Linked DNA regions of Mus musculus: all the other regions are linked to region 1. Evidence: chromatin contacts called from public Hi-C data. All regions are on one chromosome and are shown on one strand. The core of a region is the stretch at or near the end of the contact, and the rest is flanking DNA. Distances in the headings are between cores, read along the strand shown.

Region 1 (3,752 bases), core at 396-2,895:
CGGTGGAGAGTGGTCTAGGCTCTTTGGAGCATAGATGAATGGTGAGTCTTGAATTGAGATGAGACAGGGCTCAAAACTAAACACGGGATTCAGAAGAGTAGATTCTTCTTCTGTTTGGTATTTGGTTCCAATCAACTGTAGATTATCACTAACAAGCAAGGCACAGCTGACACATAACAGGCCTAAACAAATATTCCTCTTTTTTTAATTTTTAATTTATTTTCTATTGGTGCATGCACTACATGCATGGCTGGTAGCAGCAGCCAGCAGAGGGTAGCGGATTCCCTGGGTCTAAAGTTTCACAGTTGTGAGCTGCCACATGGGTGCTGGGAATCCAGTCAGCCAGTGCTCTTAACCACTGAGCTGATAAATAGTTCTTGCTAGTGGGGGGCTTCACACGTGGCACATACACACACTCACACACATATACACATATATTCACACACACATACACTCACATTCACACACACATACACTCAGAGAGAGAGAGTCACATACATATACTCACAGAGAGACACAGAGAGAGAGAGAGAGAGAGAGAGAGAGAGAGAAAGAGAGAGAATATAATTTCAGAAAGGATTCAAGTTCCTTAAAGCTGTCTGTAAGTAGCTTTATTTTATAAGAAAGATAAAAGGAAAAATTATAGTATTATTTCATTTGGGCAATAACCACTTGAGAGAGATCATTTTATTGAACCAGTTTTATAGACGAGGAAACAGAAATTGGGGTGCCAGCTCGAGCTGAGGTACGGTCCCACACTGTATAGCCAGGGCTGACAGACAGGTCTGCCTGGCTCAGGTCCAGCTCACAGTCACCTGCCTCCTTAAGCTCCACATCTCTCTGGGTATATCGTGTGCATCTAGAACAGTTCTCTGCCTTTTTTTTTTTTAACTGCACTGCAAAAACAATGATCAATCTGTAGTTCCCAGCTCACAAAGTCAAGATCAACCTCTACAGAATACGCTTCTACCTTAAGCCTTGCAAAGTACAAGAGTAATTCATCTCTCAAGATGTTTTGGAGAAAGAATTCAACGTGTGTCTTTACCCACCAATCTCTCCAAGCCCAGGAGCAAAGCCACAGACATGAAACAGGCTGGACTTGTTCACCTCCGGGTATTAAATCACATCCAACTAGAAATCTACAAACCAGGAACTTTGCGTTGCCCAAGAAAAGGAAGCAGCGGGAGGCAGAGCGACCATCTCAGCAAAGTTCTCAAAATGACACTTCCTCAAAACCTTCCAGGGGAGTATAGAGGCCAGAAGGAAGGGGGGGGGGGTACATCATCTTAAGACACAGCCTGAGCAGTTTTTTTCAACCGAGTGCTACAACAGCAGTGACTTATAAGTGTGCAGGCCGATTATAGCTTTACTTTCAAAAGAGCTTTGATTGATCTTTTTTGATAGACCTGAAATAAATTAAACTAGATTGACTCACTTGAGAATGGACTCTAATCCCTTAGTCAGATCCCGGAGAACTCAAACCAAACCAGCTGTTAATTTAGGCTTTATAAGATAAAGCATGAGAAATCCAAGTTGATGTACCCCAGAGCAAAGCTGACATCATTTCTGTGAGCGATTGGTCCTCTGCTTTCAGGAACTAATCAGTTCTTGGGTGAGTGGGTGCCAAGCCAGCGCTCTCAAATGAAAGCAGCTCAGAGAAAGAAGGGAGGAAAGGAGAGAGGAAGGCAGAGCCTACTCCCAGGAGCAATTGCAGATCTGGCCAACGCATTTCCATTTTGCTTGCTTTGAGTCATCCACCTCCTTATCCACAAACAGCTGAGGGCTCGACCAGAGCCCATATACCCACAAAACAGATGAGAAGGAGCAGCCACACTCTCACTGTTTCTAAAAATGGGTGGGGAGGCAGAATTACCCAGAAAACTATCCCCCACTGCTGCCTTAGTCCTTCATCTTTGAAGATCACACTGTCGCCTTTATCTGGGCTTCAGGGTGCCTTTGATTTGAATATAGGAATTTCAAGGCTTTCAAGTGGCAATGCAGAAGCTGCCATGGCACTAATAGAGTTAACAAGACAGACAGACAGATGGCACACACACTCACACACACACACACACACACACACACACACACACACACACACACACACACAAGCATGCACACGCAAATGCACACGCACACACACCTTGCATGCTGAACTCCAGACAGATCACTAACAGACAACCTTCCCAACTTATGCCAGCGTTTTTTCTGAAGTGATTAATGCCCTCAACATAGGCCTACATCAGGAGGCATTCGCTCCCGAGGGTCACCCCCACCTCCAAACCCCCACTCCTAGCCTCAGCCCACAGAGCTCCAACACTGCACACAGCAAAGCCGACAGTGTCTTGCTTCTAAACAGTGCTTCATAGAACACTCTGTTTACTGACTATAAGGGGATCAAGAATTGAAATCCAATTTAAGGAATTATGGTGCCTTCAGACTGTTTTCCCTCAACGATGAAACAAGACAGGCATGTTGTTCCTGGAATTTAGCCAGAAGAAACTGATCCTCGTAGTAATACAAGAGAAAGAAGAAAGAGATCGATGTATGTGTTTACACATACATACTGGCTCCAACGGGAGTTAAATTCGTAGTAATAAGTGAATTTGCTTCATTCAATAGAATGAGTCTGAAGTTTAATTCAAAGCCCTGTTTTGAAATCTGTTTATTTGGGCAGAATTCACCCCTGATGGCTCTGAGAAGCAGAAGAAAGGTACCCATAAAAGATGGAGTGAGAAGACATAGGAAAGTCCACTATATAGTCTATCTACTTTGCGAAAGGAAGAATGAGCCAAGGAACCCAAGCTGCTCTGTGACCCGGAGTACAGTGCTGCTCCCTGCAGACAACAGTAACCACTGTTGCTTGGTGCTGGCCCCTACATCCAGGATGCTTGAATGCTGTCTCATTTAACCCTAAATGAAACTGCACTATGGCTAAACTCATCCACAGAGCAGTGAAGTATCTAACTGGCTGTGAGCTGCAGTCAGTAGAGGGCTCTGGTCACATCCCTCCTTTCCACAACAAAAGACTTTCACTTTCATGGTTCTGAGATCAAACCCAGGTCCTTCCATATATATGTAGAACAGGTACTAGCCCAATGAGCTACACTTGTAGGCCCACAGGAAAGCTTTTAAAGCCACAAGAATGTTCTTCTGGCTTCTCATTGGCTCTGCTACTACACACATCCTATAGAGGCATTTCACGGCTGAGTAAGGGAGAATCAGCCAGCCAGCCACAGCCAGGTCATGGGAGGCTCAGCTCCTTGCCTTATCCATCCATAATTAATTCTTCTGCAGCCATTATACATAAAATGAGGTTCTCCCCAGAGGAAAATACCTGGTCTCACCAAGCGCTGCCTAGGGAAACAGGTCAGTGCTGGTGTTAATTGGAGGTGAGGAGGCTGGATATCAGATAGAATAAATTAAGATATTTCAGATAGCAAATCACAGCTCCTGTTGCAAGCTCTGCCGTCTGAGCTACCTGGCACAAGAGGGGAGAACAGGAGGCACTTCTATATAGTCTAAGATCAGCTGGAAAGATAGGGTCAGTGTCAGAAAGAAGTAAAACAAAACCCAAGAGCTTTCTATTAACAAGGCATGGACAAGCAATTATTTATTATTATTATTAATAGTAATAATAATAATAATCTTGGGGAGGTTTGAGAAAGATAACCACACTTATTGCTTTACACACACACACACACACACACACACACACACACACACACACACACAGGACAAGAAGAAAATGT
Region 2 (3,752 bases), core at 628-3,127, 250 kb before region 1:
CTTCTCTTCACAACAACAATGTGTTCTTTGAGAACCTCATACATTCATATGAGGTGTTTTGATCAAATCCAACTCTTGTTCTTTTCCTGTAGTTCCTCCTTTTTCTCTCCTACCAATTTCTCCTCTGAACTTCATGTATTCTTTTTTTTTTATTTGTAACACACTGAGTCCACTAAGTGCTCCCTGTATCGGGGGTTAGGACCATCCACTGAAGACACAGGTAGTCTCTCTCTCTCTCTCTCTCTCTCTCTCTCTCTCTCTCTCTCTCTCTCTCTACCCTCCCTCCCTCCCTTCCTCCTTCCCTTCTACCCTCCCCTTCCCTCTTTCTCCCTTAGCAGACAATTGCAAATAGCTTCTCAACCGGGGGTAGGACTTCATGAGCCCTTCCTGCCCTATAGGTGGCTAGTGCTATGTTAAACGCCATGACCAAAAGAAACTTGGGAAGAAAGAGTGTATGTTTCCATGCAACTCTTGGGTCACAGTCCACCACTGAGGGAAGTCAGAGCAGGAACTCAAGGCAGGAACCTGGAGGAAGAAAATGAAGCAGAGACCATGGAGCAACGCTGCTTACTGGCTCACACTCACCATGGCTTTTCCAGTCGGCTCCCTTATATGACCAAAGACTTTCTTCCCAGGGGATGGCACCACCCACAGTGGGCTGGGACCTACCACATCAATTGTCAATCAAGAAAATATCATACAGGCCAATCTGATGCAGGCATTTTCCCAGATGACTCTAGTTTCTGTCAAGTTATCACAAACCTAAGCAGGACCTTCCTGGCCAATGCTGCCATTCTGGCTAGCTTGATCTGGCTCAGTCCTGACAGCTATGAGCTCCAATATGCAACAGTGCTGCTGGGTCTGGCAGGTTTTGTTTCACTGTTGACTTAAACTGCTCTAGTCACTGTGGAAATCAGTGTAGAGGTTCCTCAAAAGCTAGAAACTTCTTAGATATGCAGGGAGCTTAAATGGTGTTATCGTGTAATAGGGGGCAATGCTGAAATAAAAGGCCAAGCGTTGGGCGTGGGTCAGCTACTTTCCTGATGTCAGTCAGTGGAGTCCTTTAGATTCCCCTGCAAACACAACACGCTGTTGCCATTGCTCTTGGATACCCTTCCCTTGGTGGGAAGAGCCTATTGCTGAAGACCCCACATACTTGAATAATAGGACATAGAGAAATTAAACTGGTACCAACTGGAAGGTTCAACCCTACAGACCTTCTTTACTGAGTATGAAACCCAGCTGGAGTAAAATCTAACATCTCAGCCTCAACGCTTAGCTCTTCTACCGGGAGGACTGTCTATCCTTTGCCCAGCATGGATCTACCATGACTTCGTTGACCGTATTTGGGTCATTTACAAATCCATTCACTAATGGAGAGACAAGGCAGAGGCAGCCCTTGGGAATGATCTAGACTGGAGAGCCCAATAGACAACACTCAGCAGACAGTAGTGGTAATCACAGCCACACTTTGCCTCGGTCCAAGGACAGCATTGGGCAGCAAAATGCTCCCTTCACTCTCCACAGCTTCTGCGGTTATTGCTGCCACTGGTGACCAACTGTAGTCCTCATTCCGCACTGCCAACTCAGATCTGAAAGCTGTGGAAGTCTCCAGCCCAGGCAGCCTTGCTCTCCTTTTCTGGAGCCCACACCACATTATCTAAACGTTTTCATCATCTTCTGCTGCTGCTTCCAGCTCCCTCCTCTCAAGCCTGCCTCATCTGTCATCAGTGCTGGTTTCTTCCTCATCCTAAGGTATAAGAACATGAGGTGCCCAGATGTATGGTGTTTACATCACACAGAACATGAGGCCCTGCTGCTGGCTCCCTGCTCATCCCTGGCTCCTTCCTTGAAGCAGTCCAGGCCTGTGATGATTGCTACAAGCCAAATGGTCACGGACAAGCCGAGTCATTATGCTGCCTCCTCCCCTTGACTCACCGCAGGCCTGACTGCCTCGCATATCTGGTTTCCTCATCAGAAAGAAGCCTGAGCTTTCTGCGCCTTTTGATTGACTGTTAAATGAAAGCCAGGCCCTTGTGTTTGGTGTGGGGTTTTTTGTTTGTTTGGTTTTCCATAGGATGTCATGCTTAATTCATCTCTGGCTGGTCTCCATGGACCAGCCATGACACTTGGCACCTTCTTCTCTTTGTCTCTGGGTTCTCTTCCTGTGTCCCAGCCCCATCTTAGGGAGAAGCATTCTGCCCTCTGAGGCTCACCAAATACCTCCTGTCTATACATGAACTTGAGCCAACATTGCAAACTATCCAGAGGCCAGAGATTTGAGAAATAATGACAATGCCTGTTCAAAATGGTTCGACGCTCCTGAGCAAGACAGCAAAATTGCAGATATGAACCAAAGAAAGGGGAACACAGGACTTTCATTTGCAAGTGGCCCCTTCCCCAGCCGCAGAATGCACTGCTAGCGTAGCGGTTACTGTAGCTCACTAACTTGGCAACCATCACATGCGGTCATTCCCAAAGCCCTTTCACATCCACCGCTCATTTTATCTTCAGCAGCCATATGAATGGGGATGGCTGAGAGGCTGCTCTTACTTAATCTGTTGTGCACGTGGCATGTCCACTTTGAGGGGGTGGCCTCCATGGAGAACCTTTGGGAATGAAATCCCATGTGTGCTTCCCAAGTCTTCCAGACTCAGACACAGGAAGAGCAGGCAGGAGGTCCAGGCAACAATACCCACCTCATGCTTCTGCTGGGTGCACCTTCTCAAGACGCAGACAAGATCCACTGGGACCTGGCACATCCTTTGACATCTGACCCATCTGAGTTACAGGATAGCCCCGCTGTGCAGCTGAATACACCAAATCAAGATGAGGAAGTGTAGATCGATGGCCAGTGGGTCAAAATAGCAACGCATTCCTGCATAGACATATTTATCTGCCTTGCCTCTTGCATGAAGGAGGATTTTCTCCTCTGCACACTTCTGCCAATGACTTCCAGGAAGAATTAAAATGGTGTGACCCTTGACCTGTTCCTCTGTTGCTCCAGAAGAGTAGAAACAGACCATTGTCATATACTATGTCATATACCATTGTCATATACTATGTCATATACCATTGTCATATACTATGGTTATGGGCTGGAGCTGAGAGACTCACAGAATCTCTCTTAAACTCTGAAGTTTGGGTTTTTAGCTTCCTTCAAGTCTGTAGGGAAATACCTGAGGTTCTCTCTAGAAAAGGGACCTTAAGAGCAATGAAGGCAGCATGAGCCACATTTGGATATGAACAACAAAGTGGGATAAATGGGATTTGTATGAGTTGCCCATCTGTGCAATGGGTGGATATCAGAAACACCTATTCTCAGCCATGGTCAAGGTTCTTGAAAAGACTAAATAAAAGCACATGTGTGAAGAAACCCAACAGGATGCCAGTCAGAGAGGGCCCCAGTCAATCCCAGATCTCTCCTTTTTTCTGAGTTCCAGCCGTGAGCCCTCTTGAAGAAATATCTAGGTACAGGTGCAAAACTGGTGTCCTTATGTGAAGGCTAAGGATGATCAGGAATGTGAGATAGATGTGGGAACAAGACCGATTAGACTGGGCTTTCCTGCATGCCAACCCCTTAGGAACTGGAGGAGAGTGGTTGTCATACCCTCAGCCACAATTATGATGCTGTCCCACAACTCTACAATTCACAGCTTAAATAAATTGTTTTTAATAATCAAGGTAGAGTCGTGGATTCGATAGAAAGTGCACTTGGACTTGACCTAGCCCCCCCTTATCTTCCTTTTGTG
Region 3 (3,752 bases), core at 335-2,834, 130 kb before region 1:
ATGCTCATGCAAGAAACAAAAAGGGAATTAAAAACTGGAATTGCTTACTGTGGTACTAACCATCCTAGCGGATGGGGGATTTGTCCTACGGTGCCGGGCGACAGCGGGTAATATGGAGAGATATCTGGAGGGTGCGGAGGCCTTGGGATTCCTGTGAGGAGAAGAAGCAGCGATTTTTTTGGTATGGAGGAAGAGGGACTGTGGAGGGAGGGGGAGCAAGGAGCGAATAAGGAAAGGGGCTGTCTCTTCTCAGCTGGAGGCCATTCCTGGCTTTTGGGGAGGAGGGGTGCGGGGGTAGGACTGTCCCAGTCTTCTTATTTTCCTACAGATCCGTTTGAACAGTGAGTTAGCTCATTCTAGATGGGCTGGAGTGATTGACTGATTGAGACCAAGGAGTCGCCATCTTGGGTATTTTTGCCTCATATGACTAAAGTGATTACTTCAAGTCAAAAAAAAAAAATCTAAAAAGACTGGCATATTTCAGGTGAGCAACTGATAATCATTAACTCCTTTTGCTTTGGAACTGGGTCAGTTACCCTTTATTTCGGATGGCTTGCCTGTGTCAGAGCTATATTTCGGATCTGTAAGGCTTAAATAATTAAATTTAATGTTTTGAGACAGGAGTCTTAACTATACAGCCCACACTGACTTTGAACTCACAGCCCTCTTGCCTTCTTAGCCTCCTAAGTGCTGTGATTACAGGCAGCCTTGTAACTCACTATGAGTCACAGAGGTGTGACCTGATTTCCTTACAAAAAACCCGACTCCTCAAGCTGGCCAATTCTCCCATGAAGAGAATCTGCAGAAACCGAGTGTCAGGTGGTGTCTGTCCCCCAGTAGTCAGAACTGAACTGATAGAAGAAGCTGGGGGCTTGGTGGGTTCAGCTCTGGACCACGATTCCCTGGAGGGCCGAGGCATATGTGGGCACTAGCCTCACTTGCTCACTGGGTATTCCATGGGCCAGAGGGGCTGCAAGCCTCCCGGAGGCCTGTAGAAGAATAAGCTGAAAGTACACACCACGGCTCACTTCCTATCTGCACAGGACACATGTCTAGTCATTCATCCTTAGGAAGAGGAGTCCGGAGAGCAATTTAGCTCGAGAGCAATGGCTCTGCCCAGCCGCTCAGTCCGAGGGGGAGGCCAAATGGACACAGTGCGTCAGAACTCACCCAAGATCGAAGGGGCAGGACGGAGATGGAAACTATCTCAATTTTCAAGAAATTCATTCAGGAAACTTTTAATCTGTAAATTAAGTCTCCCCGGGTGACATTTTGACGCAGACATTGCTTTCTCTCTATTACAGAAAGCAAAGAGATTAGCTGGGCTTGGACCCTACACTGAGCCATTTGCACACTTGAAAGAATGTTCGCAGAGGAAAATAAACACTCCTCAGACGTTAATCATATGGTTTACGATAACCATTTAAAAGCTATTCCCTGGCCTACCATTATTCAAATGAGATGCTGCCTGCTGCAAGTGAAGCCTTGTTACTTGGCGGAGCCTCAGGCAGGCTTGGCCGCCTCCTCCAGTCAGTCAAACTGCCAGGCTGCATCCAGCATCCACACAGAGTGCTCAGAGAGGCTGCCTGCCATACTAGATCCTTACGTAGAGGGCGCTATAAGCTAGACCTGCTTTTCCTGACAGGTGTAGAGACTGAATGCAGTGTGCAGCCTCTGCTTATGACACTGCTGGATGAAATGAGGAAACCTTCCTAGGCTTCAGTTTGTACATCTGTAAAATGGGCTCACAATAAACATCCGAGATATTGGAATGGGAGAAGAAAATGCACAGTGGTCTAGTGATCTGCAAGGAATACAGACTCCGGGTGATGTGGTCCCTTAAGAATACACTTAAGAATATAAGTCACTCTCAAATGTCCGGACTCCTTCAAAATCATGATGTAATCTCATTGCTACCTAGTTTGCTTAGGAAGGTACCAAGGCCAGCTTTCCCAAGCAGCCAACTCCAAAGGTGCAGATATAAATCTTATCCCTGTAAGTGGATCTCTCCAAAGGGAAGGGGGACACAGCCCAGCACATATACCAGGCGAGCCCCACTAAGAGCTCCCAGGTGTGAATCTGAACATCTCCCACCCCGAGCCCCATCGATCCCATTTCACCCATCATGCCTGGCCCAGGCTCCTGACTGAGGCCTTCGGAGTTCCCCAACTTACCTGTTTTGGGGTCTACGTCAGCTGGTAAGTGCGGAGGTGGATTTCCCGGGGTGAAGTGTTCATTGCTGTACGTGATGAGAGGCGTGAGTGGGTGGACATGGTGGGGGTGTTGCACCACCGGTACTTTGTTCGACTGTGAGGGAGGGAGAACAAAGGGAGACGTGGTGAGCTGGGTCTCCGTAGCCCAGAGCTTCAGAGCCAGGGCCAGTGTCCCCTGTAACACCCTCCCAGCTTGATGCCATAAGATGCCCTCGACTCTGCAAACTCCCCACCTCGCTAATCCATTTTAAAGTAAGAGACGGTTGGCTCTCCACACTGGCCTACTTCAGGTCCACCTCTGAGTTCCTCTGCATCACCATTAGAACCCAAGATCTCACTTTCCCATCAGCAGGTGAGTGGAAAGTTGAGGCTTTAATCCCTTAGGCCTCTTAGAGAGGGCTTCGAACACAGTATGATCAGAATCCCACTCTAGCCTTCCTAGCCACCCTCTGGTTCCACGGGCTCAGAGACACAGCAAGCAGGTGTCCACTCACTCAACCTGGGTGAAAAGCCCCACCTTTGAATGGGAGACTGAGCTTAACCAGAAAGCTCTGGCCCAGCCAGCACCTCCATATTCATCAGGCAACCGTCAGGGAGAACTCATAAATTAACCGGACAATGATGAGTTGAGCTAATAAGCAGGATACATTCAAGAAATGGGCAGTTCTGGCCGGTGAAGTACATGTGTATGTTGTATTGGGGCAGGGCAGACGGTGAGGCCGAAGCAGAAAACAAAGAAAATAAAAACATCTCAAATATTCCTAAGTGCCTTCCACAAACCCCGTCTCTCTCCCCTCCCCCCTGTGTGCTCTCCCCCCCCCCCCCCCATGCTGGGCTATAACTCAGCCCAGTAAGATCACAAAGGAAAAAAAAATTAAGCTGAAACAAGCGAACTACTGGGCCATTTACTGAGAGTAATCCAATTGCAAAAAACCCTATTCCCAATAGGGGATTTTCACTAAAATCCTACAACAGGGACATTTAACCAGATTAGGTAGCAGAGAAGATAAAGAGGCTGGTATTAGATGATGAATGGATTAGAGTCAAGTTTCATTTCAGAACGTGTCTTCATTTCCTTTTATTACGTCTAGGAAGGGCACACGTTGCATTAACATCAAGGAGAAGGAATTGCATAGAAAGAAAAGAAGGCAGGTTCCAGCACTGCCCACCAGCGCCTCCCGAGTTCAGGGACCACTGAGCAGTTAGTTCTCTTCCTTTCAGCTTCCTTTTCAGTATTTTTTAATAGAGGGAAAAGGCATAAAACACAGGAAGAGTAGCTTCCTACCACAGCTAAGGATGGGAAAGGCATCACCAAGTAGTGTTACTTCTCCATGGTATGTCAGGGAAGAAAAACGTGGTTGTCTTAGAAGATCCCAAAAGAGCATCTCAAGTCACTTGGTTTACAGCTTCCTGTAAAACCATAACTCTTCCAGAGAAAAGGGGCTAGCCAGTTGCTTAGAAGACCTAGCTACCAGTTAAGGTGTAAGTTACAGAAGGTCTGAAATAAGGAATGGTCTCTTGGAGTCACCAACCAGCAAT

The links. A called contact is a pair of places that touch in the nucleus more often than the background predicts.
Region 2: a Hi-C map of the N1E-115 cell line shows a contact between it and region 1, with 2.1 times the contacts expected there. The contact joins two enhancer-like sites. A contact is called at or near these places in 1 of 15 datasets of contacts at CTCF or cohesin (the NIH/3T3 cell line) and 1 of 484 Hi-C or Micro-C datasets (the N1E-115 cell line).
Region 3: a contact with region 1 is called in a Hi-C map of the N1E-115 cell line, with 2.8 times the contacts expected there. The contact joins two enhancer-like sites. A contact is called at or near these places in 1 of 39 promoter capture datasets (the SN4741 cell line), 1 of 15 datasets of contacts at CTCF or cohesin (the NIH/3T3 cell line), 3 of 484 Hi-C or Micro-C datasets (the N1E-115 cell line, myocytes and ventricular fibroblasts), 2 of 115 datasets of contacts at active chromatin or transcription factors (embryonic fibroblasts and forebrain) and 3 of 9 other capture datasets (adipose tissue, liver and pancreatic islet).

What each region holds. Positions count from the first base shown.
Region 1 is chr19:55,772,459-55,776,210 of GRCm38.p6, reverse strand. All of the region lies in intron 4 of Tcf7l2 (transcription factor 7 like 2, T cell specific, HMG box), which reads right to left. Among named protein-coding and RNA genes, the nearest start is that of Gm31734, 31 kb to the right of the region's middle. Within about 2 kb of position 1,645, at least 49 of the 459 cell types and tissues checked have an H3K27ac peak or open chromatin away from gene starts, as enhancers often do. A contact at or near this core is called in the N1E-115 cell line, where this site is marked.
Region 2 is chr19:56,020,651-56,024,402 of GRCm38.p6, reverse strand. No RefSeq gene overlaps it. Among named protein-coding and RNA genes, the nearest start is that of Gm4470, 55 kb to the left of the region's middle. Within about 2 kb of position 1,877, at least 61 of the 459 cell types and tissues checked have an H3K27ac peak or open chromatin away from gene starts, as enhancers often do. A contact at or near this core is called in the N1E-115 cell line, where this site is marked.
Region 3 is chr19:55,906,978-55,910,729 of GRCm38.p6, reverse strand. Tcf7l2 (transcription factor 7 like 2, T cell specific, HMG box) reads right to left here. Exons shown (of 15, transcript NM_001331146.1): 6 at 2,175-2,307; 7 at 49-151. Among named protein-coding and RNA genes, the nearest start is that of Gm52391, 29 kb to the left of the region's middle. Within about 2 kb of position 1,584, at least 9 of the 459 cell types and tissues checked have an H3K27ac peak or open chromatin away from gene starts, as enhancers often do. A contact at or near this core is called in the N1E-115 cell line, where this site is marked.